Linked DNA regions of Mus musculus: region 2 is linked to region 1. A link is a contact called in public promoter capture Hi-C data. All regions are on one chromosome and are shown on one strand. Each heading gives the region's core, a stretch centred on a gene start, on an enhancer-like site or on the middle of the called end of the contact. The rest is flanking DNA. Distances are from core to core; before and after follow the strand shown.

Evidence for each region. Promoter capture Hi-C pulls out the DNA fragments that hold promoters and counts their contacts.
Region 2: a contact with region 1 is called in a promoter capture Hi-C map of second pharyngeal arch cranial neural crest, with 4 times the contacts expected there. The contact joins the enhancer-like site here to the promoter of Mmp7 in region 1. A contact is called at or near these places in 9 of 39 promoter capture datasets (the 3T3-L1 cell line, the C10 cell line, cranial neural crest and 5 more).

The regions. Positions count from the first base shown.
Region 1 is chr9:7,690,670-7,696,181 of GRCm38.p6, forward strand. It overlaps Mmp7 (matrix metallopeptidase 7), which reads left to right and starts at 1,421. Exons shown (of 6, transcript NM_010810.5): 1 at 1,421-1,573; 2 at 4,487-4,713; 3 at 4,799-4,947; 4 at 5,378-5,506. The coding sequence starts at 1,457. It overlaps AV064505 (expressed sequence AV064505), which reads right to left and starts at 4,962. Exons shown (of 4, transcript NR_126562.1): 1 at 4,825-4,962.
Region 2 is chr9:8,677,559-8,683,271 of GRCm38.p6, forward strand. Trpc6 (transient receptor potential cation channel, subfamily C, member 6) reads left to right here. Exons shown (of 13, transcript NM_013838.2): 11 at 366-449; 12 at 1,910-1,985; 13 at 2,856-3,183. The coding sequence ends at 3,007. All of the region lies in intron 4 of Gm32014 (predicted gene, 32014), which reads right to left. Among named protein-coding and RNA genes, the nearest start is that of Gm32014, 61 kb to the right of the region's middle. Within about 2 kb of position 3,258, at least 2 of the 459 cell types and tissues checked have an H3K27ac peak or open chromatin away from gene starts, as enhancers often do. A contact at or near this core is called in second pharyngeal arch cranial neural crest, where this site is marked.

The DNA of each region.
Region 1 (5,512 bases), core at 171-2,670:
GTTTTAAACAGTGTAAATAGAAGTGTTATAAGTATGCACTTGCAGCTCTTATATGGACATAAATTTTCATTTCTTCGATGGCTAGGAAAGAGTATATTTGGGTGGCCAGGGATTTAGTTGTGGGCATGCCAGACTGTATTCCTAAGTGACTGTTCCCAGTATATCTTGCCTTTACTGTTGCATGCTCAGGATTTGAAGCACTTTTGATGGGTTTTAATTGGCTTGTTGCTATTTAAATTCACATTTCCCTGGTAAGTGGAACGGGGAACATCATTTTATGTTTACTTAGCATTTGTCTCTTCTGGCAAATTGTCTGTTTGGGTCCCTGGTGCATTTTTTAAAATCAGATTATTTGTGTTCTTGTGTTTAGGGGTTCTGTATATAGTTTTAAGAATAGTCTTTCATTGCATGTTTTTTGCAATATTTTCTCCCAGCCTGTGGCTTGTCTTGTTATCCGAGATAAGAAAAGATCCAAGATTTTACTCCGAAACACTGATCAATGAACATCTCATAGCACTGTGGTTACCTGATACAGGTTACATCTATAAATACTCATTTATTGTACACACGTAAGTTATGCAGGGCTCTTCCTGAAGATTTGGTGGAAGTCCTTAATTGAAGAAAATTAGGAATAGCACTACCCAGTGAGAAAAGAAACCACCTGATTAAAGGATGCTCAACAGTGTGACTCAGATAGGAGGCTGTGAGAGCGGAGGCTAGAGGCTAGACCTGCAGTAGCCGCTATACAGCACCTGCACCTGCAATGCCTGTCTCTCTCCTTTACAAAGAATTATGAAACACCAGCAATGCTCCAGGTCCTCCTCCTTCCTTCCTTCTTCCTTTTCTCTTTCCTTCCTTCCATTCCTCTTTCCTTTCCTCTTTTAATCATTATACCCCCTATGCAGCCCATGATCTGGCTATGTAGCCACTATGTGGCCACAAACTAGCGGTCCTCCTGCCTCCACAGCCTCCTGAATTCTGGACCCCAGGCAAGACTCATCTATACATTCATCTTTAAATCAGCTTGGTGCGGCCATCTTCTTTCTTGGCATTGGTGGTGTTGTGGCACCTGCTCAGTGATGCTGGCTGTAACTTATGCTCTGTTCCACATGTTATAAATGTTTAGTAAAATCCTTGTAAGATACAGAATACAATGACAGATCCAAAACTTTGTCATTGATAAGACTTGAAAGAGTAGTAATTTTATCCAATAAATAAGAAAAGTTTTCTTGTGGATTCAGCATGGTGGGGGGGGGGTGTCCTCTAAAAGATAAATGCCATGTGTTCCTCCTGCCAATATAAAAACACAATACTTCCTCATTGTTGCTAAATTCAAAAAAGAAAGAAAGTGTGCAAATGAGTCACCTATTTCCACATTCAGGGCTGAGAAGCCATATAAATTTCTCCAGCCCCTGTCAGGAAACATCAAAGTAGCTCTGAGAACAATCGCCTGTTGATGGCAGCTATGCAGCTCACCCTGTTCTGCTTTGTGTGTCTGCTGCCAGGCCACCTGGCCCTGCCACTGTCCCAGGAAGCTGGAGATGTGAGCGCACATCAGTGGGAACAGGCTCAGGTATATCCTTCTCTCACTCGGGGTTCTCTGGCCTCACCGCCAATATTCCACGTGTGGTTTTGAATGATTTGTCCTTCGGTGCTTGCGTGGCAGTAAATATTCTTGGGCAGAATGTTCCTGGTTAGAGAAGCACTGCATGCTTTCTGTGAGTAGCCATCCAAGCTTTCCTAAACTCTCGTTGAATGCCAGCTCCTTTATCTGCTCTCTAGCATGTCATTTCATTTCTGGCCTTAGATTTTCCAATTCAGAAACTGGAGAGTATAATAATGATACCACCAAGTGGAGAGATTATAACATACTTAATGCAGTATTGAGATCTCATCCATGCTCAGGAAATGCAAGTGTTATTATTGTTTATTGCAACTTGCAATTATTTTCATGAACTGTACTGAACTGGACGTCTAAGGATGAAGTCTCACAGTGAAGAGACCTATAGTCAGAAAGTGCAGAGAGAAGGTGTAACATTCTTGCATATGCAATAGAAGCTAAAACACATCTATGTTCTAGCCCATGGGGTTATACCAGCAGAACATAACATGATGATAGAAGCTCACATGTGCAGTGGTTACAGACCATAGGAATGAAGTATAGAGTGTGTCATCTGATCACTAGCGCTAGCCTGAATAGAGCTCAGTCGCCTTGACTCACATTCTTGCTACCAAAATAGAGACAGAAATCAAGATAAGCTTTTCTAACTCAGAAATCAGGCTTCTTCAGATAAATTGTTATTTGGTAAAATTGGATAATGACTGATAAGCTTTAAGCAGTAGAAAAATAGAGCTATACTTCACACTCAGTTTGACTTTTTTAAAGATTGATAAAGGAGAGTCAATCACAGACTTATAGCTGGTTTCTACCTTACCAAATAGCATTTTTAAGAGTTTTGATTCAGTTTTCTCCAGGATGCTATTACAAAGGTTTTTAGGCCCTTTGCTTAGCACACAGATTGTCTAAAAGAAGAAGGGTCATTGTGTATTTGAGCCCAACCTGAGCTACATGATGAGTTCCAGACTAGCCTGTGCTACAGAGGAAGTTCTATCTCAAATCAAAACCAGGAGTAGAAAAGAATGCAAACGTGTCATCCAAAGAGTGTCTCATTGAAGTCCACAGCTCTAGGAGGGATACAATGTTTGTTGTTTGTTTGTTTGTTTGTTTGTTTTAAAGAATTTGTTCATGATTATTATGAGTAATAAGAATTTGTAGTATTGAATGAAACACCATGGCAACAGGTAAGAGAACATTGTGTTAGTCAATTTGGTTTGGTAAAATGAAGAGTCATGGGAGGTTTTCAGACAGATAGCCACTGCCAGGTGCTCTAATACTGACAGCAAATGACTGAGCAGATGGTAAGCCATTCAATAATCTTCCCACTGCACACACTTTTAGCCTGTATACTTTTCCTAGGGAAACTTCCTTGGAAGTGGATTACAGACACCTGGGGCAATTTCTTTCTGCAGCTTCACCTCTCTAAGCTGTGTGTCTTCATATAAAGCAGATGTGTTGCTGGGCAATGGTTGTGTACCTTTAATCCCAGCACTTGGGAGGCAGAGACAGTAAATGTGTGCCTGCCCCTAGGAAGGGTCTTTAATGCCTGCGTGAATTGCTGTTGTCAATTGTCTTGCCTCTTCATATTCTGGTTGAAGATCTCCCATCCCATTACCAGACCCCAGGATACTTGGGGATCCAGTTATGCTTGGGGAGATCTGGGGTTCTGTTTTATTCTGACACCTCCTAAATGGGCTATGGGGAGAAAGAGGAAAAAGGAAAAAGGGACTACAGATAAGGTATCTCCAGACCAGGTCTGCTGCGGACTCAGTGTGTGAACCTGAACAAAGAAGCCTGTGGATGGTATGATATGTGGTCTCTTCCTGGACTGTTAAGTCAGACTACTTAAACTAACAATCACCTGACTTCTTCTCCATATGGAATTAATAATAACCAGATGGCAGCAGCTCTCGTATGGCTAGTGAACCTCACATCGCCCCATAGGGTCTAACTATGTCTAACAAACTCTCTCTCTCTCTCTCTCTCTCTATGTGTGTGTGTGTGTGTGTGTGTGTGTGTGTCTGTCTGTCTCTCTGTATGTATGTGTGTATAAGTGTGTATGTATGTGTGGTTTTGTGTATATGTGGCTGTATGCATGTTTGTGTATATGTATGTATATGTGTATGTATGTGTGTTTATATGTGTACATGTGTTTATGTTTGTATGTATATGTGAGTCTGTGTGTGAGTATGTGTATGAATGTGTTTGTGTGTATGTGTATATATGTGTGAGTATGCAAGTGTGTTCATGTATGAGTATGTGCATGTGTATGTGTGTACATGTATGTATAGTGTATGCATGTGTGTGTGTATATATATATATATTGTATATTGTAAGTATGTCCATGCTTGTGCATGTATGTGTGTGTATGTGTGAGTGTGTGTGTGTTTGTATGTGTGTGTCTGTGTGTAGGCCATAGTTTGATACTGGGCATCTTTATTGATCCTCCTGTCTCTCCCTCCCTGGCATTGGAGTTACAGAAGCACCCAATTTTTAACATAGGTTCTGGGAATCAAACTCAGATTTTTGAGGTAAGCTCTTCTCTGACTAAGACATTTCCCCAACCTTTCTTGTGCTTGCTGAAGACACACTGACACTTCTAACTACTCTAAAAATAAGAGCAAGCTTTAGAAAGTGGGTAGTGTGTTTATCCTCCAGGTATGCACGGAGAATACAGTATGCTATGACATTTTTCTCTCCGTCTTATGCAATAGCATAATATTCCATCTCCCCTCACCAGTAATACTTGCTTTATTCCATAATTGCATAACAATTCTGTCTTCAAATTACTATCTAAATCCATAACAACGTCATGTATAAGGGATGCAGATTTTCAAATAAAAGATTTTTTTGTTCTCTGTCTACCAGAATTATCTTAGAAAATTTTACCCTCATGACTCTAAAACAAAGAAGGTCAATAGTCTAGTGGACAACCTCAAGGAAATGCAGAAGTTCTTTGGCCTGCCCATGACTGGAAAACTCTCCCCCTACATCATGGAAATAATGCAGAAACCTAGGTGTGGAGTGCCAGATGTTGCAGAATACTCACTAATGCCAAACAGTCCAAAATGGCATTCCAGAATTGTCACCTACAGGTGAGGCTCATTTTAGCTCATTCTGGTGGAGGCAACAAAACCCTTTTCCTGAGAACGCAAACACTGAATTCTTGTGTGCCTTCAGAATTGTATCCTATACTTCAGACTTACCTCGGATCGTAGTGGATCAAATCGTGAAAAAAGCTCTCAGAATGTGGAGTATGCAGATCCCACTGAACTTCAAGAGGGTTAGTTGGGGGACTGCGGATATCATAATTGGCTTCGCAAGGAGAGGTAAGAATGGCTCCTTCAGGCTAATCCTGTGTGCTGTTTATATTAGTGTTCTCCTTTCAAAATTTAAGTCCTTTCATGAGCACTCAAGTCAGCTTTTATTGGTGAAACATATGTTTAACTTATGGGAGAGGGTTTGATTTCTATTTTCAGTATCACACACATGCACACGCACACACACACACACATACGGTTTTAAGATCCTTCAGTATACAATGGTCGACAATGATAATCAGAGGATCTAATAAAAGCCAGATGCCTGGACCAGATCCACAGCCAGCTCATTCTCTGTGTTAAACTGACTATTGGTACCAAGAGGGTCAACCAATTGAACTGGCTTCTTTCTCCAATATTCATAATCACATGATTATGGAGAGAGTAGAAGGCCAAGAAAAACCTAGACACTGATAGTAATTACTGTGTGCTTTTGCAGATCATGGAGACAGCTTCCCCTTTGATGGGCCAGGGAACACTCTAGGTCATGCCTTCGCACCTGGGCCAGGCCTAGGCGGAGATGCTCACTTTGACAAGGATGAGTACTGGACTGATGGTGAGGACGCAGGTACAG
Region 2 (5,713 bases), core at 2,008-4,507, 990 kb after region 1:
CTGGTGTTCTGGTGAGCATCTCAGGCAGGTGCAGGTTTGTCAATCAGACACAGGATATGTTCGCATCACCACAAAGTTCCCAGCACGTTTGTTTCCTCTTGTACCAAACACCTACCTCTTGCAAGGCTAAAAAATGACTCTTAGGGGAACATTGTGAGAGTCACAAAGTCTGAGGGGCTCCACACACAATCTCCAGTAGCAGCAGAAATTGAAGACTCCAGCAGGACCAATTCTTATATCTTATATAACAGTACTATGAAATTAAGACAAACAGCACCAGACATTAGCTCACATGAGTAACTAATAATCTCACACACATTAGTTGACAATACAAATTAAATTAGAATTTCTAATTCTCTTTTTAGTTGGCACACAACAAACAATCAAGTACAAGGAGCTCAGAAGATTATCATTTAAATAGTTTCAGTAACCCTCCAAGACAATATCAGGTAAGCACAAAGTACTTAAAGATGTAAAGCTAGCTGTTGGTTAAGTTCAGGTTTTCAAGCTCTGAACTTTGTTAAATTAAAATGAAGTATCAAGATATTTTTCAACATCAAAGGTTTCATCCATTTAACATGTGCTTATGGAGTAACTGTCATGTGCCTGGTACTTTCCAAGTGGAGAATATGTAAATAGACAATGACATAGCTTAGAGCCTAGGTTCTTTGTGGAAGGCCAACCTTATGAAACAAGACAGAGGGGCTAGAGAAGTGACTCAACTTAGGAGCACAAACTGCTCTTACGGAGGACTCAAGTTCAGTTCCTATTATCCACATGGCAGTTTAAAATGACCTATAACTTCAGCTCCAGGACATCTGACCTCTTTTGACCTTCAAGGGCACCTACACTCATGTGCATATATATGTGTACACAGATATACATACATATACACGATTTTAAATAAAAACCTTACAGATTTTAAAATAAAACCAAAGCAAAATTTACCTCACATTCTCCCACTGTGAAATAAAGATGGTCCACAGGTTAGACTTGTGAATAGTCTATCTGCTGCTTGTATATATGTACACATATGTACAACTTTATAAATGCTAATGTTCTGTAACATATGTGTCCTGTTATACACATGAGTTAGTAGTAAGTTGTGTAATTGTTCTATAGTGGGTGCTTTCACTCTGACATATATTCCTGTGACTATTAATGGATTTATTCTTTTATATAAGTAAATGAAAATTTTGTAAGAAAAACCTCACTATTGGTGGACTCTTAATATTTCCTTTTGTAAGCAATACTATTAAAACATATTTTTATGTTTTTACAATGTTAAAACATTGCATCTATAAACCAAACTACATCCTCATGTGAATTTTTTCAGCACCGAACTGTATTAATTACCTTTTAATTTGGATTTTATGTAGTAAGTTTTGGTGTAGTAATATAAGAATGTTCTGTACAATTGTTGCATATTAGTTTACATTTAATATATATTTATAGTTATGCACAAGCCAAGGCACTAGTGAACCTTTATTTCATTGAAACTGGTGGTTCTTAAAGCAACTATACCAATCAACAGTCTCTACAATTCCTGGTAGGATTGGGAACTGGACATTTTTTATCTCCATCCTTCCTCAAAGAGTTCTGCATAAATTATCTGACAGGAAGTTTGTGCTTTACTTTCAAATAATACAAGAAGGAGCACAAAGAATTAAATGTTTGCTCTATGATCTTCCTTTTTTTTGAGAATTAACTTTTGAGTCATTAGCTCAAATAATGTGAGAATTGCTTTCATAAGAAAACTAAATTATGGAGACATATACTCCTTTTGAGCTAAATATTACCTGTGCTTTGGTAGCCATCACTTCCAAAGGCAGGTAGACCAGAACCCTATTCTAAATGAGATATTTGCATGAACATAATGCTGAGGTGGATTTCTCCTTGTCTTGTCTAGAAAATCATGAAGAGACTCATTAAAAGATATGTATTGCAGGCCCAGATTGATAAGGAGAGCGATGAGGTGAATGAAGGTGAGTTGACCATAAGGAAAAAGCTTTCCAGTATGAGTTAAGGCTGTGTGCAGATGTGGCGGTAAGAGAGAGAGAGGGAGAGCTGGGCATGCAGTAGATGAGCCTCAGGAAGCCATAGAGAATAAGCTCTCTCTGACTGTGTTAGTAGCTTTTCCCACTGCTGAAGCAGCCTGCCCTACAAAGCAATGAAAGGAAAAGAGGATTTATTCTGTTTCACTGTTTAAGGGGACAGTCCACCATGTTGGAGAAGTAGAGTGAAAGTGGACAGCCCACTGTGCTGATGGGAGGGACGGGAGGCAGCTCTTATACTATGTCTGCAGAACAAAATGAGTGGCTGTGTTGGGCTCACGCTCTCTTTTGTCCCATTAGAACTCTTGCCAAGAGTCTGGCGCAGCCCACAGGTTAGATGAATCTTCCCATGGCACTTAGACATAAATCCCTTACTAGTCCAGATGCTAGTCAGTCTCCAAAAGATCCTAGATCTTGTCAAGTAATAATCAATATTTGCTGTGATCACATCCATCAAAGGTACAAAACGGTAGGGCAGAAGCTCTTTGTCCAGAGACTGCATGGTCTAGATGAAACATTGTAATTTTTATGGGGTCTTGTTGGAGGTGTCTGGGAAAGGCGAGCTGTGCTACCACAACTCTCCAAGTCTCCAGATAACTAAAATTTTGCTGTAATTAATTTTCTTCCCTGAGTAAAATAGAAAGGTTTTTTTCTGATTGGGAAGCTTTTCCTTTGAAAAGATTCTGAATATGGTCAGGATTGTCTTTATTCTAACCTGGAATCATTGGTTCACACTTCATATTCATAGAAAACTTCATCTGTTATTTATAGTTAACTTCTTTTTATTCTTCCTCTTCACAGGGGAATTGAAGGAAATTAAGCAAGACATCTCAAGTCTCCGTTATGAACTCCTTGAAGAGAAATCACAGAACACAGAAGACCTAGCAGAGCTCATTAGAAAACTCGGGGAGAGACTGTCGTTAGAGCCAAAGCTGGAGGAAAGCCGCAGATAGAGCAGAGCCCCTCAGAAGTGCATATTTATTTCTCCACTTGAAGCCATATTATTTTCTGACTTATTTTTTTAAGTGTCAATGATAAAAAGTATGTTAACTGATAACTTGGATCATTTAGAGTCCTAATATCAACTTTTTGGGTGATTAAATTGCATTGCTGAGGCTAACAATTGCTGATAATGCTGAACAGCCTGCTCATTTCCTTGGAGCTTGTTTTCTGGATAGCTTTCTTGGGTAGGGGGAGGGTAACTCTTGTGCTGGTGTGAATGCCCCTCCTGTCTGCTCGGTAATGGGCCTCAGATGGCCTAGGGTATGTTTAAGCTGTTCCCTGTGCTCCTGTTGTTCCCTGACAAAGTGAGTTGCAGCATCTCGTTTCACCAGGGACTTCCTACCCTAGAATATAGAAGAAAATCATTTAGAGTGTGCTGTAACCACCATCTAGGTACTCAAAATAATTGATACTGCCTGGTCCAACTTGCTTTAGAGCCTTGTGTGGTAGCAAACTTCTGTTAGATCAGCACTTGGCAGTTAGAGAAAGGTCTGGAACTTAAGGTCCACCTTGGCTACATGGTAAGATTCTCTGGGCTACATGAGACCATGTCTAAAAATCAAAACAAAATAAGCCTATACCTGTGTTCAATTTTCTGCCACACCTGTTTAAAAACACTTAACAATGAAAATGGTTTTCCTGGATAGGGAACATGGGAACATGGGAACATGGTGTGTGTGTGTGTGTGTGTGTGTGTGTGTGTGTGTGTGTGTGTGTAGCGTGTAGCATGGAATATTAAAAAGCAATTCATGCTACCACCTGCATTGCATTGGTGGGCAGACCTGCCTGTTCTCATCTTGGCAGACTCGCTGATCTGGAGGTCCTAAATCTGTCCAACTGGCTCACTAAGTTCCCATGGCTGGTTGTTACCACACCAGCCCCATACTTCCAGGTTCCCAAGATTTTGGGAGTACACTTCTTACAAACCCACGCTTTGCCTCTGTACCTTTCTCTCTGGAACCCAGTTGAGCACCACATGAAGGAAAACACCACCCAAACTTAGTTTAGAACCAACAGTTAACACAATTGTTGGGTGCAGCAACTAGCATTCTAATTTGTAAGCCATTCTAAGTTAATTCTCAGGTAGCAGATCCCAACATATTTTCCACCTGACCTGAGAGGCTCTGCTTTCTACATTTTGGCCTCCATGCTCCTCTGCTGTCCCCCAAACCAAGACCCTCTCCTCTTCTGCCATCCCTTTCTCTGATCCAGAAATCCCACCTACATGCCCAGTGACTGGTTCCTTGAAATCTTTATTCATTAGGGGAAGGCTCACAAGAAGTCACCGGAGTAGTGATTCACTCCTCATCCCAGGCAGCCCCTCCTGGGGAAGCGGAATTAGTATCAAAATGTGAATAGTACCAGGGCTATCCAGTGTGTGTGTGTGTGTGTGTGTGTGTGTGTGTGTGTGCATGTTCTCATACATATGTATATATGTGCATGCACGTTTATGTAAGTCTGTGTGTGCATACGCACATACTACATGTTTGTCTTCTTTTGTAACTAATATGAATCCTCAAAACTTATTTATTATGACTTTTTAAATTGTACCTAAAAGTTACTACTCAATAAGAACGCTTTTATTACAGTTGTGTCAAAGTCCCAAACACTGTAATTCTTTGGTTCCTTGACAGCACAATTTTGTGCCATTTCTGAGCAATTTACAGACAAACTCCCACATCCAATTCCCTGTGATATTTGCAAGCACTGATCTTGCTGGAGGAAGTGAATCACTGGAAAGCAGAGCACAGAGTTCATTGGTCTGTCCTTATTAGTGTTCCTTGTTTCTTGGTCAAATATGATGTGATGGATCCAACAACATAGCATGGTATTCTTGCCATGATGGAATTATACTCCTCAAGCCGTGAGCTAAAATTAATCCTTCCTCCCTGAAGCTGCTTCTTGTCTGGTGTTTAGACACAGGAACAAGAAACTAGCTCATCTTCTAGGCCTATGGATGAAACTGCTAGAACCTAAATTGGAATGAGACATCACACGTTTGGGAGAAAGGATTACTGAGCATGTACCTTGTGCCAGCCTCTCACACCCATTTTCTACCAAAGTTTCATTTCTGTTGCTGTTTCAAAAACAGAGCGCAACTTATGGGGTGTTAGGTTTATTTTAGTTCACAATTCCAGGTCATAGTCCATTACAGCAGAAAAGTCAATACTGTAGGAACTGGAGTCAGCTCATCATAGGAAGAGCAGAGAGACATGCGTGCATGCATGGGTCCTATTCAGCTTGCTTTCTCTAGTCATACAGTCTAGGACCCAAACCCAGAGAATGGTGCCACCTACAGTAGTCTGGGTCTGCCCTCATTAATAAACATAATTAAAATAATCTATCATAAAAATGTTCATAGGCTAGTCTGGCCCATAGGCAATTGTCCATAGGCAATTCCTCATTGAGAGTCCCTTCCAAGATGATTCAAGACTGTCAATTTGACAATACCACCACATCCATTATCTAACTTACTCAGACACCATGCTTATGAAAACCATATACTTATTTTGGAAATAAGACAAACACCAAGTTTTTAAAATATAAATAACTTGTGAATAGAAATGCCAGGGTCAAGAGTGAAGCACAGCTCCCTCACCATTATTGCTACTCTCCACTGGCTAGAGGTGGAGTCTCATACTGTGTTTAATCTTTCA